Regions from separate parts of the Mus musculus genome. Here region 2 is linked to region 1. Evidence: chromatin contacts called from public Hi-C data. All regions are on one chromosome and are shown on one strand. The core of a region is the stretch at or near the end of the contact, and the rest is flanking DNA. Distances in the headings are between cores, read along the strand shown. Region 1 holds the start of Adamts18 (a disintegrin-like and metallopeptidase (reprolysin type) with thrombospondin type 1 motif, 18). Region 2 holds the start of Gm30107 (a long non-coding RNA gene).

Region 1 (6,481 bases), core at 2,243-4,742:
TGCTATAGCTGGGATTGGGGCTCAGGGGCCCAGAACTTGCCTAGCATTAAAAAATAAATAAACCCTACAAAAACCAAAAGCTAAGTGCAACTTTGATAAATCTCAAAGATATTTGGGTGAAGGGTCAATTCTCAGTCTGAAAGGAAATACAGGGGCTCTTCATATATTAGCCATATGTAATCATATGTAACTTATTATTGTTGATAAAAAAAATCAGTATAAAGGATGGATTTGATTGATAGCCTTGTTTAGGTCCAACTTAGAAACTTTCCTGATGGAGTTTAAATTGTGAATGACTCATAAAATATGCTGTTTCTGATTATCCCCTTGGCTCATTAACAAGGGGCACCCAGCTACTCACGCCAGCATTTGGATCTCCCTTAGTGTTTCAAGAAGCCTCCACCGGGGACTCTCCTGTTTAATCCCAGGCCTAAAATACAACCTCGGCAAAAAACATGCCTCCAAACCATCAGAAGCATCCAGATAGAGGCTGATGTTTGGAACTGCTCAGACTTGTTGGAGGGGGCGTGGCAGATCAGGGACACCTGGAAAGGCATGTTTAAAAATGCCTTCCCCCTGGCTCCCCTGAACAGCACTAATTGCTGTGTGATCTGGGGGTGTGTACAGGGGCGGGGTGGGGGGGTTAGGGGAAGCTGGGCAGCGAGGAAACAATTTGCTATAGGAAAGAGCAAAGTCAGTATGCTGCTTTCTTTCACAAAACATTGGAATTGAAAAGCATCGTCCCAGAAGATGATGTGGAGCATGCCCAGTGTGAATTAAAAAAAAAAAAAAAAAAAAAAAAAAAAAAAAACTTCCACTTTCTAGGCACAGAATGGGAAACTAATTTGTAAAGTGTTTAGAAAGATTCCGAACAACTAAGAGGCATGTTTGAGTCACTTGGGTCCTTGGCTTGCAGAAGAGAAAGGGGGGGGAGGGGGATTCCCTTCCTTGAACAGTCAACAACAATGAAATAAAAACAGAAGATGCTAAGGAATCAGGGAGTCTCGGGTGTGTAGAGATCGATACACAATACACAATTCTAATTGGGCTTAATTAGTAAAGACACCCAACAGGACCATTTGTGACTTTTAAGGTGTGGCCAGCTCTTTTATGGTTCTTTCATTTTCTCCTTCTCTCCTTGAAACTAGAAACACCCTATCATTGACATATTCTTCAGAAAATAAAAGGAAAAAATGTGTTTCCCTTCTCTTTCCCTTAAAACTGAGCAGCACACATCTTAGTTCTCAAAAATTTCTGATATGTTGTTCTGCAGGTATGTAGCTTTTGATTAAAGCCGTCTTTCTTTCCTCGCTTTTTTTTTTAAAAAGGGAAAACCCATTTTCTCTATCTACCAGTCATACCTAACTACATAATAACCTTTTCCAACATATGTGCGGTTTCTACAGTGTGTGTTTCCGGTTTCTACAGTGTGTGTTTCTTACCTCCTTGTGCACGGCCATCTGAGATTGCACCTGCTCTTACTTGGAAGACCATGTAGGCGTGTTAGCCAATCATCTAGACCCCTCACCCCCTACCTACCCCAGACACCTGCTACAAGTTTGTTTCCAAGAGAGGAACATACAGGCTGTTGGTTACATTCAGTCCTGTCTTGGAGAGGGAGCACCGAGAGGTTGGGGGGTGGGGGTGGGGGAACCAATGTGCTGTGCTCTGCTAGCTACTTATGGTCCTTTCAGGGGCTGGGAAATATAGCTTAGTAAGCAGAGTTCTTGTCAGACATGCATGAGGCCCTGGGTTCAATCCTCATCACTACATAAACCAGGTGTGTTGGGCATGCAATAAGGAGGTGGACCCTAAGGCCAAGGTCATCTTTTCCAAAGCTAGATTACATGAGACTCTGCCTCCAAAAACAAAATACAGAAGTACTTTCGGGCCACGCCTGGGACAGAAGAGCTCCCCAGCCATTAGATCCTGGTGGAACAGGAAGGAAGTTTTAGAAACTATAGACTCTGGCTGGTCCAGTTCATTTCTGGGTCTCCTATTCTCCAAACATCCAATCTCTGGAAGCTTTTACACATAATTCTAGTGGCTTTCAGTCCCAGAGTCAGCCCTTGCACCAGGACAAGAGGACTCAATTCTACAAAGATGAAAAATTTAGAATCCCCAGAAAGCCATGGTGGCCTGTAAGGTCTTGCTAAAGAGCCCTGGGCAAACATCAATTGTCCTCTTGCTGCTAGTGGGAGACACTGAGAACAAGGGTTTTTCTCTCTCTATGAGTTCTGTGGAGTTAATAAATGAGAAAACCGAAGCGTGTGCTAGATCTTTGAAGCTGGAAGACAGAAAAAAAAAGGGGGGGGACTTAAAGCACCTTGCGACAGGGTGTTCCCCCAAAAGAAGACATCTTTTGGGCATCCGTGAGGCGATGTCACTGAAGAGAGAGTATTCAGTGGGAAACCAGCAGTAAGGAAAACACGGGTGGAGTGGGGGAGGGGAGACACTCACCCCTCTCAGCCTCAATCTGTGGCTTTCCCAGCGGAGGAAGGAAACGAAGGAGCCTTTTATCAATTCCCCACCCGGTGCCCACTTCCTCTCTAATTTCTTACTTAAGTTCGGATTTATTTTTCTTAACAAGCCATCTGTGAAAGAGGGAAATTATTTTCTCATCTCTGTGACTCGTAGCTTGAGGCACTGATTTTCTGATAAGCTCACAGGACCTTGCTGCGCTTCCCTCTTTCTAACCAGGGAGCCTTTTGCTCAGACAGCACACACCTGCCAGGTTAGGAGATGCTCCTTAACCTACCACATCTCACGCTAACACAAAGGGGACCAAAGTGCAAGGGGAAACCCTTGTGGGATGGTGGAGTACCCAGAGAGAGGGTAAATACGAACCATCATTTAATCCGCTGCCACCGCTGCTGCCGCTGTCACTGGCTAAGGCGACGGCCACCGAAGCACAGCAGAAGCAGCACAGCTGGAGTGCCTGCAAGAAAGAAAAGGGTGACACCGCCGCGTGAGCAGCGTCGCGGGGCGGGCGCCTCCCTCGTCCCCGCTGTGCGGCGCGCCCCTCGGTGGTGGCACCTGCCTTGGCCAGACGCCCCAGTCCCGCGGGCCCCCACGGCGGCCCGGGACCTGCGGCCCGGAGGGCGCACAAGCACAGGAGGGCGCACTCCATGGTCAGGTGCGGACGCGGTGACTGTGGCAGGCGCGCATTGTCCCCCGCGGGCAGCGGAGCCCCAGGTGTGGCGCCAGGTGCGAGTGGCCGCCGCCGCTCACATGGCAGCACGAGAGCCTGCGAGCCTCCTCCCTGCTCTAGCCTCGCGGGCCTGAGGTGCTTCGGGGTGTAGGGAGCTCTGCCAGAGCCCGGTCTGCAGCGCCTGTGGCTATGAAACTCTGTTGGTGATGCTCGCGGGTCTGGGCGCTTGTCGGTATCAGAGTGATTGTGTGCGGCTCGCACAGAGCAGCCAGCTGGCTCCCCCAGCGCGCTAGAGCCGAGCGCCCGCCTCTCCTCCGCTCCGTGATTGGCGACCGGAGGTTTCCCCGGGTTCGTCCGAGCTCCTGTGCAGTAAAGGGCGTGGGATTTCTAGGCCTGGGCTCCGAGGGAGGGAACAGAGGGGGCGGGGAGGCCGGGTGGGAGTCAAGGGGAGGGAGGGACGGACACACCGCCAGGAGAGGGAGGGCAGCTCTCAGGGTCCGCCTTGGGATCCTAGCTCAGGCGCACAGAGAGATGAGCCTGGACGCTGGAGGCGCAGGTAAGAGGCGTTACTTTCAGACGTGTCTTCTGGTGACAGGGTGAAGAAACCCAAGGCTTGCTGGAAACTTTCTGCAGCTCTCTTTCTTGTGCCACATCCTTGCCCCTGCCCTGACCAGGTGGGAACCCTGAACCTTTGATGAAAAGATGTACGACCTGAAGCTCTTGCGAACTCAAGATCTCCCTGCTGCCCAGAATCCCACCAGCAACTATCCCATCCAGAGCAGTTGAAGAATAGACAGTGGGCAGTGAATAAGTAGTCACTGTCTCCGGTGTGTGAACCCTCCCCCACACCCCTTCTCTGAGATGGTTTTTTCCATGCTTTCTTTTTAACAAGTTGAATCTTGTCCCCAGACACCCAAACCCCTTTGTATTAGTCCTAAGAAACAGCTTTGTGGTGGGCATGCGGTACCTCCTATTCTGTATGGCTAGCCATTTCCTCAATGCATTTAATTGATTCTTATGATCTCTACAGTTTGTAGTGAGGAAGAAAATATAGCCTTTCATAGGCCAGAGGAACAAGACCTTCATTGGGTAGCTGAGCCACAGTAAAACAGTAATAGAAATCTGTGATTGCAAGTATCTGTAAGGATCACAAAGGGGCTCTTAAGCCAGAAAGGTTGAAGTTGTGAGAGAGGAGGGAGGGAGGCAGGGAGAAAACTTGTCAGACATGAGACATCTCTTATAGATGCCACTGGGGAAGGGGGAAGCCCCCAAATTAGGTCTACATGAAGAGCTTGAAGTAGGAAAGGGTGTTGTTGTTGTTGTTGGTGGTGGTGGTGGTGGTGTTTGTTGTCATGGCTATGAAGGAAGTGTTAAACAGGTCAGAAACAAAACCATGTAGTGGCTAGGTGAGAAAGGTATTGGCAGGAGACAAATCTCCTGCAGGTATGGTGGATGCAGGAAAGCAATTAGATTTCAGTGAATGTGTGTTGTGTGTAGGTAGGGAATATATCAGCTCCAAAAATCAGCCAAAAGGAAGCTTGTTGATTATGTAGACAGGTCAGGGGTACCGAGGCAAGTCATGGAGGAGAAAGTTACGCTACTATTGCCAGCATTAGAGTGTGCCATGATAGATCTTACACCCAAGCGTGGTAACAGGAGACAGCCCTGCTCAGTTCCCTGAATACCAGCTAAATGAGGTCCATGCCAGTCTTAGAAGTGATTGCTCAGTATACACAGCCTTGTTCACTGATGCAACAGTGAGTGGATGCTAAACGTGGGCTGTAGAGGCAGAATGTGGCACATGTCTGCTGGAAGGGTAAGGCGTGGCTTCAAAGTGAGAAACATCTGGTTCTGTAACCACTGGGGTTTCCCAGGGCCCCTGTCCTACAAAATGTTAAACAGGAACCATCATGATAGATCTAAAGGTTATTGTAAGAACTAAGTCTATTTTTCTATGCATTTCATAAGTAGGCTTTGAAAGTACGAACGGAGGGAATTTCTTTGTATAATATGTTAAGCGAAACTTACATGTGCATCATGCCTGCAATGCTGAACCAGGATCCATTGAGTCTAGGATCCAGACATGAGCATCCGGCAGATTATGACATGGGGTGACTTAACGCCTTGGGTAGCTTCACGGAAGAACTGGATACTAAAGGAAATTAGACATCAAAGACATGCAGTAAAAATTTACCCCACCATGTGACTAACCAACAGGCTAAACAGGAAAGAAGGACTGTTGTCAAGGATGCTGCCAATCACAGCACCAAGGAAACTCAAAAGGAAACTGGAGGGGCGAAGGGTCTACCCACAATCAGCGCATAATAACTGTGTCCTTGGCTAATGTTCTTCCACAGACTAAGATGAGTTTGCAACAAGAATTATCCACATCACTCCAGGTCCCCTCAGTGACTAAGTTCAAGGGTAGAATCCAAGGAAACAGCTCTAAATTACATAGTCTATGTTAAGTGTCAGTCTAAGCACTACTACATTTGGACATGGACAACTCTTTGTGATGGGGACTCCCTGTGCATTGTAACCATCCAGTATTTAGCAGTCTCCCTCTGGCTTCACCAACTACATACCAGTACCACTCCAAATCAGCTCCTTTTCTCAGGACTGTGACAAAGTACAAAGTATCCGAGGATAAAGCAACATAAGAGAGGGAGGGTTTGTATTAGCTCATAGTTAGAAGGGATACCTTTCATGCTATCAGGAGAGATAGGCAGCTGGTTACGTTGTGTCCACAGAAAGGAAGCAATACCCATATTGAAGGCACTATCTCCTTTTTTTCAACTTGAGATTCCACCCACATGTGGCCTGATGCCAACCATATTTAGAGTGAGGTTTTCACCTCAACAGTTAGCTCAATCTTCTAGATTGCTAACGGCCACATAGACATGCCCAGAGGCTCACCTCTAGGTGATTCTAGATCCTGCCAAACTGTCCGTCAATATTAATCACCATATATACACAGTTAGGACAGACATCCAGATGTTCCCAGGGTGAAGGTGAGGAAGGTCTTGCCCAGGCGAGGACATAAATGCAAAGTGTCGTTCCTAATCTTAATCGCTTCTCTATCAACATGAAGTCATCGGGTACTCGTCCAATGAGGTCCTTGGCCTCTTAATGTAGGTGGTTCTTCTGCCTCCATGTCTTTCTGGTTGAGACTCATTTCTTGTAACACTGTAAATATAACAGTCAAAATTCCAATTGTTTTCATGTAAAGGTGAAAGTTTCCAGTCTCTCCTGCAGAGTGGATAAACGAACATTTGCAAAGCCCTACCTTCTTGGATGACTTTAGACACTGAATTTCCTAAGAACTGGGCC
Region 2 (7,045 bases), core at 1,258-3,757, 230 kb after region 1:
GACTCCTGAGCCAAGTCTCTCCAGCCCCTGGTGTGCACATTTGGCTTTGGATATTTTCACTCCGTGATGTGTTTACCTAAACAAGATGCCATCATTCATCAAAAAGCATCAGATTCTAATCCACACTGTGTCACCGAAGGAATGTCACCTGACATCTAACACAAAACAATATTTACTCCGGAAGCCCAAGCTCACACTGATCCTGAACCAGCATCATGCAATAAGTTTTGTTGTAAAAGAGACAGCCCAGTACTACTCCTGTTGCCTGGATATGAAATGGATGAAGATTTGGAAAGTAAAACCTGTATTGAGCCAACTGGCTACTGGAAGATATAAATGGTTCAATAAAAGTAGTGCAAAGTCCATACTGGAAGGCCACTGGGTAGAGGGTGGATGTTACTTGTGGATCACAGACTTTCTATGATATCGCAGGCATATCGGGGACCCCAGGGCCTGGTTAAAACCCCCATACTTTTTAAAAAGGCTTTCTACTAGTATATTTCAATTTTGCGGCATACGCATAGAGTTGTGTATTGCTGTAGCACTCAAGACCAGTCACCCCTCATCACCTACCAAGTTCTCCCTGACACCACTCTAGTCCTTCCATTCTCCAACTCGAGTGGGCTTTCCATCCCTGGGGCCCTGCGCTTTTAAACTGGATGGCTTATCCCATGGCATTTTCAGTCTGGCATCTTCCATATGGCATTGGGGTGCTAATAACGATATCGCTTTTATTGCCGTCTGTCAACCTGAGATTAAAACCTGCCAGCTTTCTTACTAGAATCCACTGTGACGTGATGACAGAGGGTGGAGACAGGTGCTGACGGATGCTCCCAGATAACTATAAAGTTGGAAACACTAAAAAAGAGAGGGAACATTCGAGGATACTGTGTGAAGGTACTGTGCCCTCCCAAAGACCTTGTGTCAAAGATCTATCCCTCAGTGGCGCTTCGTGTGAGGATTTCCCTAACTGAGAACAGGATCTTCAGGAGAGGTTGTGCTTTGAAGATGAAATGTCCCTCATAGGCTCCTGTGTTTGAGCACTTGATCTCAGTTGGTGGCGCTGTTATGTCAGGGTATGGGACCTTTAGGGAAGGAACCTTGCTGGGGGGACTATGTCACGGGGAGTGGGCCCTGAGACTTTGTAGCCTGTCCCCTCTCCTCCACCCCGCCCCCAGTCTGTCTGCCTGCCTCTCTCTCTCTGTGTCTCTCTGAGTCTTTTTCTTTGTGTGTCCCTTTCTGTCTGTCTCTGTGTCTTTTTCTCTGCCTGTCTTTCTCATCTTCCCATGTGTAGATAAGATGTGATCCATCATGCTTCCTAATTACTGGCCTCATGCTTCTGCTGCTATGGCTTTTCAACCATGGTAAGTTGTCCCCTCTGAATCATAAGCTAAAATAAACCCTTTTTTCCCATAACTTGATTTTTATCAGAGTTTTTGTTGTTGTTTTGTTTTTTTTTATCACAGCCACAGAGAAGTAGCTTAACCAGGAGGTAAATAAAATTACATGAAATCATAAAAGTTTGGCCCTAATCTGATAGGATCAGATGTTCCAAAAGGAAGAGGAAGAGAAGTCAGAGCTAGGCAGCATTCAACAGCTCCTCCCCAACTCAGCCACGCAAAAGATGTGGCAGGAAGGACATCAGCAAAATAGGAAGAAAGCCTACAGCAGGGATGGACCACACTGGCTCATAATAAAGGACATCCAGCCTCCTGCAACATGGATAAGTGACAAATGAGTCTTATTGTCTGTACTGGGAGAGGAATGTGGTGGGACTCAGATGAAGAGATGCATTTGGTCGTTTGGAAACATCTGTTTCCTTCTAGGATGGTGATAAAACTAACTCCATAACCAGTTTATTATGGAGACTAAACCACACAGTAGGTATGAAAATGGCTTAGCCCAGTGATTGGTGCCAGGAAATGCTATGTCTGATGCTTCATAGTGGACAACCTCATAGCCATCCCAGCACACAGTAGGTACTGTTGCTGGTTAGTTTTTGTCAACTTAATACAAACACCTGGGCAAACTGAGGGATTGCCTCCATCAGATTGGCCTGTAGGGAGTTTTCTTGATGAATAGCTCATGAGGGATGGTCCAGACCACGGTGGGTGGTTCCGCCTGCTGGGCAGGTGGTCGGGAGGTATATAAGAAAGCAGACTGAGCCAGTAAGCCAGTAAGCAGAGTTCCTCCATGGTCTTTGCTTCAGTGCCTGTCTTAGATCCCTGCAATGATTTGCTGATAAGCCAAAAAAGTCACTTGGCCTTTGGTAGTGTTTGATCCCAGAAACAGAGACTCAAAGCATAATAGGACCTTATATACACACAGATATTCAGAAAGTACTTGTTTTAGGGAAGTAATAATAACTGAACAGTAGCTGATTAAGCTAAGGAATGTGCCTTGGTTCTGTTAGCATTTAAAGTGCAGTTCTTCACACAGCAGCATGACTCTGACATCCAACGCTGGCTTGCGCTTCCCACAATTTAAACCAAAAAGAGGCTGGAGGAATCATCTCTGTTTCCATAGATGCAGATCTCAGCTGTTCCCACAATAAGATGCTTGCATGTTAACACTGTTCTCGAGTAATCATGGAAAAGCGCTGTGTGTGTGTCTGTGTGGAACATATGGAGTCTCTTTGGTTAGGAAGGCAAGGCGCATTGCTAGGAGCTGAAACTCAGTGCCAGAGCACCAGAGGAGCATGCATGGGGTCCTGGGTTAAATACCCTGGGGGAGGTGCCTGAGGGAGGGGGGGTTAGATGCAGAAGGTTCCCAGGACGGGGCAGTGAGAGTGGGGCTTTCTTGTTTAATTTGCCTGAATTTACAACTTTTTTTCGTAAGATATAATGGGGATTGCCTATAACGCCCGTACTTAGGGGGCTGAAGCAGAAGACCATGAGTTCCAGGCTAGCCTGGACTGAAGCAGAAGACCATGAGTTCCAGGCTAGCCTGGACCATATCAAAGCCTCATTTCAACTAATACAACAAAAAGAAGCAAAAAGAAGACTGATTCTTTTCAAGGCTGTGACAAAGGGACCAACGCAAAGATAAACGAAAAAGAGTCACTGCTTCCTGGACTTTACCGAATCCTTGGGAATAGAAGGAGCAACTGGCTCGCCACACACAGGGATGGGCTAATAAAGGTGGCTAGGTCCAGCTATTCCCAACTTTGCTTTCAATGACACAATCTGGCTGCTGAAAACTGAACGAGCCAGAATGTCTTTTGCCATAAAAAGTAGGCGCATGACTGCTTCTCTCACTTCTCTGGAGAGCTAAATATTAAATTCTTTTGAGCATACCCGTTGAGCCATGGTCCAGAGTTGCTACTACTGTTCCTCAGGGAAAGAGCTGAAGGCAACCAGAACTGTGGGTCAAGAATCCCTAAGAGTGAAGAGTCCATAGCAGGCATTGGAATGAAAGGATCAAAAGAAAGATTGAAAAAATATATGCATATATATCTGGAACACACATATATATGTGTATGTATATATACGTGTGTTTATGTATGTATGTATGTATGTATGTATGTATGTATGTATGTGTATGAATGACTTAAATTATTCTACATGGGGGATGATGCTCTCCAAGAAACCATAGATTGGTAAATACAAAGCCTAGGGCCAGGTGTGAGCTACTGCCCCTAGACTTGTTCATCAGAAGTGTCCCAAAGGCACACAAGATAGTGCCAGCTTTTGCCCTTGTTCCTTGTTATTCACCAGAACTCAAATGGTAAAACCCTATTGCTGAAGACATCACAGCCTGGCTACAAGACATGGAGAAATCAGTCTTGGATTGACCAGTAAGTTTCCCCCTCTTCACCAACTGTCACCGTACCGGAAGGTGTTGTGAAGTCTTTGGGGAGAAGAGGCATCACCAATCATACCCAGTTGGGAACCTTGAAAACCACAAGATAACTTCTGGCTGAACAAGATGCACTAGTGAGGGACTGGAGAGATAGATAGCTCCGTGGTTAAGAGGTCTGTTAACTGCTCTGTTCTTCCGGAGGGCCTGAGTTCAATTCCCAGCAACTACATGGTGTCTCATACTGTACTGGAATCTGATGCCCTCTTCTACATTCAGGTGTACATGCAGATAGAGCCACTCACATACATGAAATGAATAAATAAAATCTAAATTTAGAAATAGGTGCGTGCAGACGCAATAGCGGATACAGCAGTGGCGTGGACGTTATAGGAAATAAACAACCACTCTTCAACAGGATTTAAGGGCCAATCCAAAGGAGGAACTGCATGCCTGGTGCTGGAAATCTGGACAAGAACCGCATACCAAATCGCTGTCTAAATGTGTATCTCTACCCATAGATGAATACAGCTTTCAGGTTTTATTAGAGAGGCTTCTCTGTACAAAAGAAAGGCTCAGAAAGGATAAAGAACTCCAGAGTCTTGAGTTCAAATACAACCCTCTGTTAGTTTTTCACCATCTCTAATACTCAATGTGCATCTGTGCCCTGCTCAAGACCACTAAGCTATGTGTAATGTGGAGAAGAGCATTCCTTTGGCTACCAGTTTAAGATTTTGATCTAGCAACACAGCTACCAGGGATTTAATTCCCAGTAGGAGTTTCAAGGATGAGAAAGTGAGGTGGATCCTACTGGTCGTTCCAGCACTCTAAAGACAGGAGGGTCCATTGAACTGTAAAGTTAAGGGTTCTTTGGAAAGTCGGTTGAATGGGGTTTGGCTTGGGCACACATGGGAAGGAACTTTTGTGTTAGAGTGGACACAGGTGTGAAAGGCTAAGGCAGACTTGTGAAGGAATATGTCACTGAAGCCGACACAGGAGAGAGCATGTTCTGCTAAAGCAAACACATGACAGGACATGTGATGAAGGATTCTTGGCTAAGGACATGCATGTTTTGGTCTGCCTTACATTGCGTAGTTGAACTGCATTTGTCAGGACTCCACAGAGAGAACCACACCAAAAACCTTCTGGTGATGTACTGCAGTTTCTTGCAGACTCAGGCTGATTGGATGCATGTGCTGAGACAAGAGCCCTGCTGAGGCAAGACCCATGGAGGACACGTGATGTTTGGAGGGTATAAAGAGGACTCCATGGAGTGACTTGAGACAGAGCATGGCTTGCTGGTACAGCTAGCTGTGCAATGCTTGTGGGTCTCACATCTTTATTGATCTTTGCTTCCCTGAGAAAGGCACAGCTGAGAACTTCTCCTGGTGTCCCTCCTGCTGATTCAAGCCAAGGCCGAGACCTGGCTATGTCACTGCTGTTGCTAACCTGACTCTACTAAAGTGTTTTCGAGAGATTACTGCTGCTGCTAACCTGTGAAATGAACAGCCCATTTCCAGACAACAATGATGGGGGTTGCTCCAAAGAACCTTTCTAAACAGGTTCGCTCCCCCCCCCCACCAAGTTCACTCCCCCATCCTTTCTTTTCTATTATCTGGGCGGGGGAGGGGGCGCTACAAGTCAGGTTAAAGTGTTTAAGAACCACCATTAAAAATGAGGCATTTGAAAAAAAATTAAAGTTACAGTCCAGAATTCAAAACCCAACCGTGGTTATGCAGGAAGACCTTGTCTCCAAAACTGCATTGAAAATGTATGCGAATATTTGTTTTTCAGGAACTTTCATAGGACATTCGTCATCACAAGGTACAATGTGGAACCATGTAATGTCCTGCTGTAGGGAGCTATTTAACCCCATGGTCAGTCAGTCCATGTGGATAATGTCCAGCCTACAGGCATTCCTCTATGCTAGGTATGGTGTGCAACAATCATCCTGGCACCTAGGAGGAAGAGACAGGAAGCTCATCTTGACTATGTAGCAAATCAGAGGCCAACATGGGCTACATGAGACTATCTCAACACACACACACACACACACACTCCAAGAGAATATTCATAAGCATAAAGGACCTTTCAAATGTAAACGTGTATATGACTCAGAGATGGTCAGCAGAGCTTTAATAAATTATAAATTTATTACATTATTGATCATCTTGTGTATACAAGGAAATATGACTTAATACCAGGATGAAACAGTTAATAAAGCCAACACATCAGACATTGCCCTGTTATTGTGGATCGCTGGAGTCTGACAAGGGTCACTAAGAGTCAATAAGCAAGACCAATGTCATAACACATTGGCTCCACTCTGAACTGCCCCCTCCTTGACATGATAATGACATCCCACGGCTGAGACCCAGCCCATCTTCACCACATGTCTCTTAAAGCGAATGCATTTGCAACTCTTTCATTTACTTTTAATATGTGCTCAGTTAGGCCTTTTTGATCCATTTTGCCCATGGGTTAGTGTGTCAAGATGGTTCAGAAGGTATGGGCACTTGCCCTGCTAGCCTGACAATTCCCAGTTCTGGCCCTGGAACCCTCAAAGGTAAAAGGAGAAAACTGGCTCCTAAACATTGTCCACTGAGCTCCGCATGCATGGTGCAGCACACACACACACACACACACACACACACACACACACCAATTCAATAAAACAAATGCTCACCAGCTTCCAAGTCAGGAAAACCAGGATTCTCCTAAAACACCGTTTTTTATTCTCGGGAATTGCCATGCAGGAGAGTGATAATTAATCCGGAGGATGAATTGGTAGCTTTTCCAAAATTGCTGAAATCTTGGAGATTGTTAGGAACACAAACACCCTTTCTAATGGATCCCTGCTTTTTAAAATAAAACTATCTTCTTACACCAGTACTAGATTTTCAGGAAACTCCCTCCTGCATACTACCAAGGCACCCAGCATTATGGTCTCCTCACAGCATCTTCCAGCATCTTACTCTCAGCATGATGTTGGCCTCGGTTTTCTGGTTGTTTGGGGGCAGCTGGGTGGGGGTGGTTTTCTTCCTGGCTGTAGTATGTGTTACAACCAGCAGAGGGCAGGATTACACAACACACCCAAGCTCCTCTGTTCTGGGTCTAAACAAGGAAATGGATGAGGGTTAGCGACAGGGGCATAGAACAAATTATTGTCAATGCTCTCAGAGATGACAGCACGAGAAATATTTAGAGATGACAGTCACTGTGCCTGGCCCAGTCATTGGACTATTAA

The links. A called contact is a pair of places that touch in the nucleus more often than the background predicts.
Region 2: a Hi-C map of cortical neurons shows a contact between it and region 1, with 2.7 times the contacts expected there. The contact joins the enhancer-like site here to the promoter of Adamts18 in region 1. A contact is called at or near these places in 4 of 39 promoter capture datasets (the 3T3-L1 cell line, embryonic stem cells, hippocampal neurons and 1 more), 17 of 484 Hi-C or Micro-C datasets (the STO cell line, cerebellum, cerebral cortex and 9 more), 1 of 115 datasets of contacts at active chromatin or transcription factors (embryonic forebrain) and 2 of 9 other capture datasets (adipose tissue and pancreatic islet).

The regions. Positions count from the first base shown.
Region 1 is chr8:113,845,347-113,851,827 of GRCm38.p6, forward strand. Adamts18 (a disintegrin-like and metallopeptidase (reprolysin type) with thrombospondin type 1 motif, 18) reads right to left here and starts at 3,493. Exons shown (of 23, transcript NM_172466.3): 1 at 3,041-3,493; 2 at 2,848-2,938. The coding sequence starts at 3,130.
Region 2 is chr8:114,074,359-114,081,403 of GRCm38.p6, forward strand. Gm30107 (a long non-coding RNA gene) reads right to left here and starts at 6,782. Exons shown (of 4, transcript XR_879214.1): 1 at 6,485-6,782. Within about 2 kb of position 2,508, at least 5 of the 459 cell types and tissues checked have an H3K27ac peak or open chromatin away from gene starts, as enhancers often do. A contact at or near this core is called in cortical neurons, where this site is marked.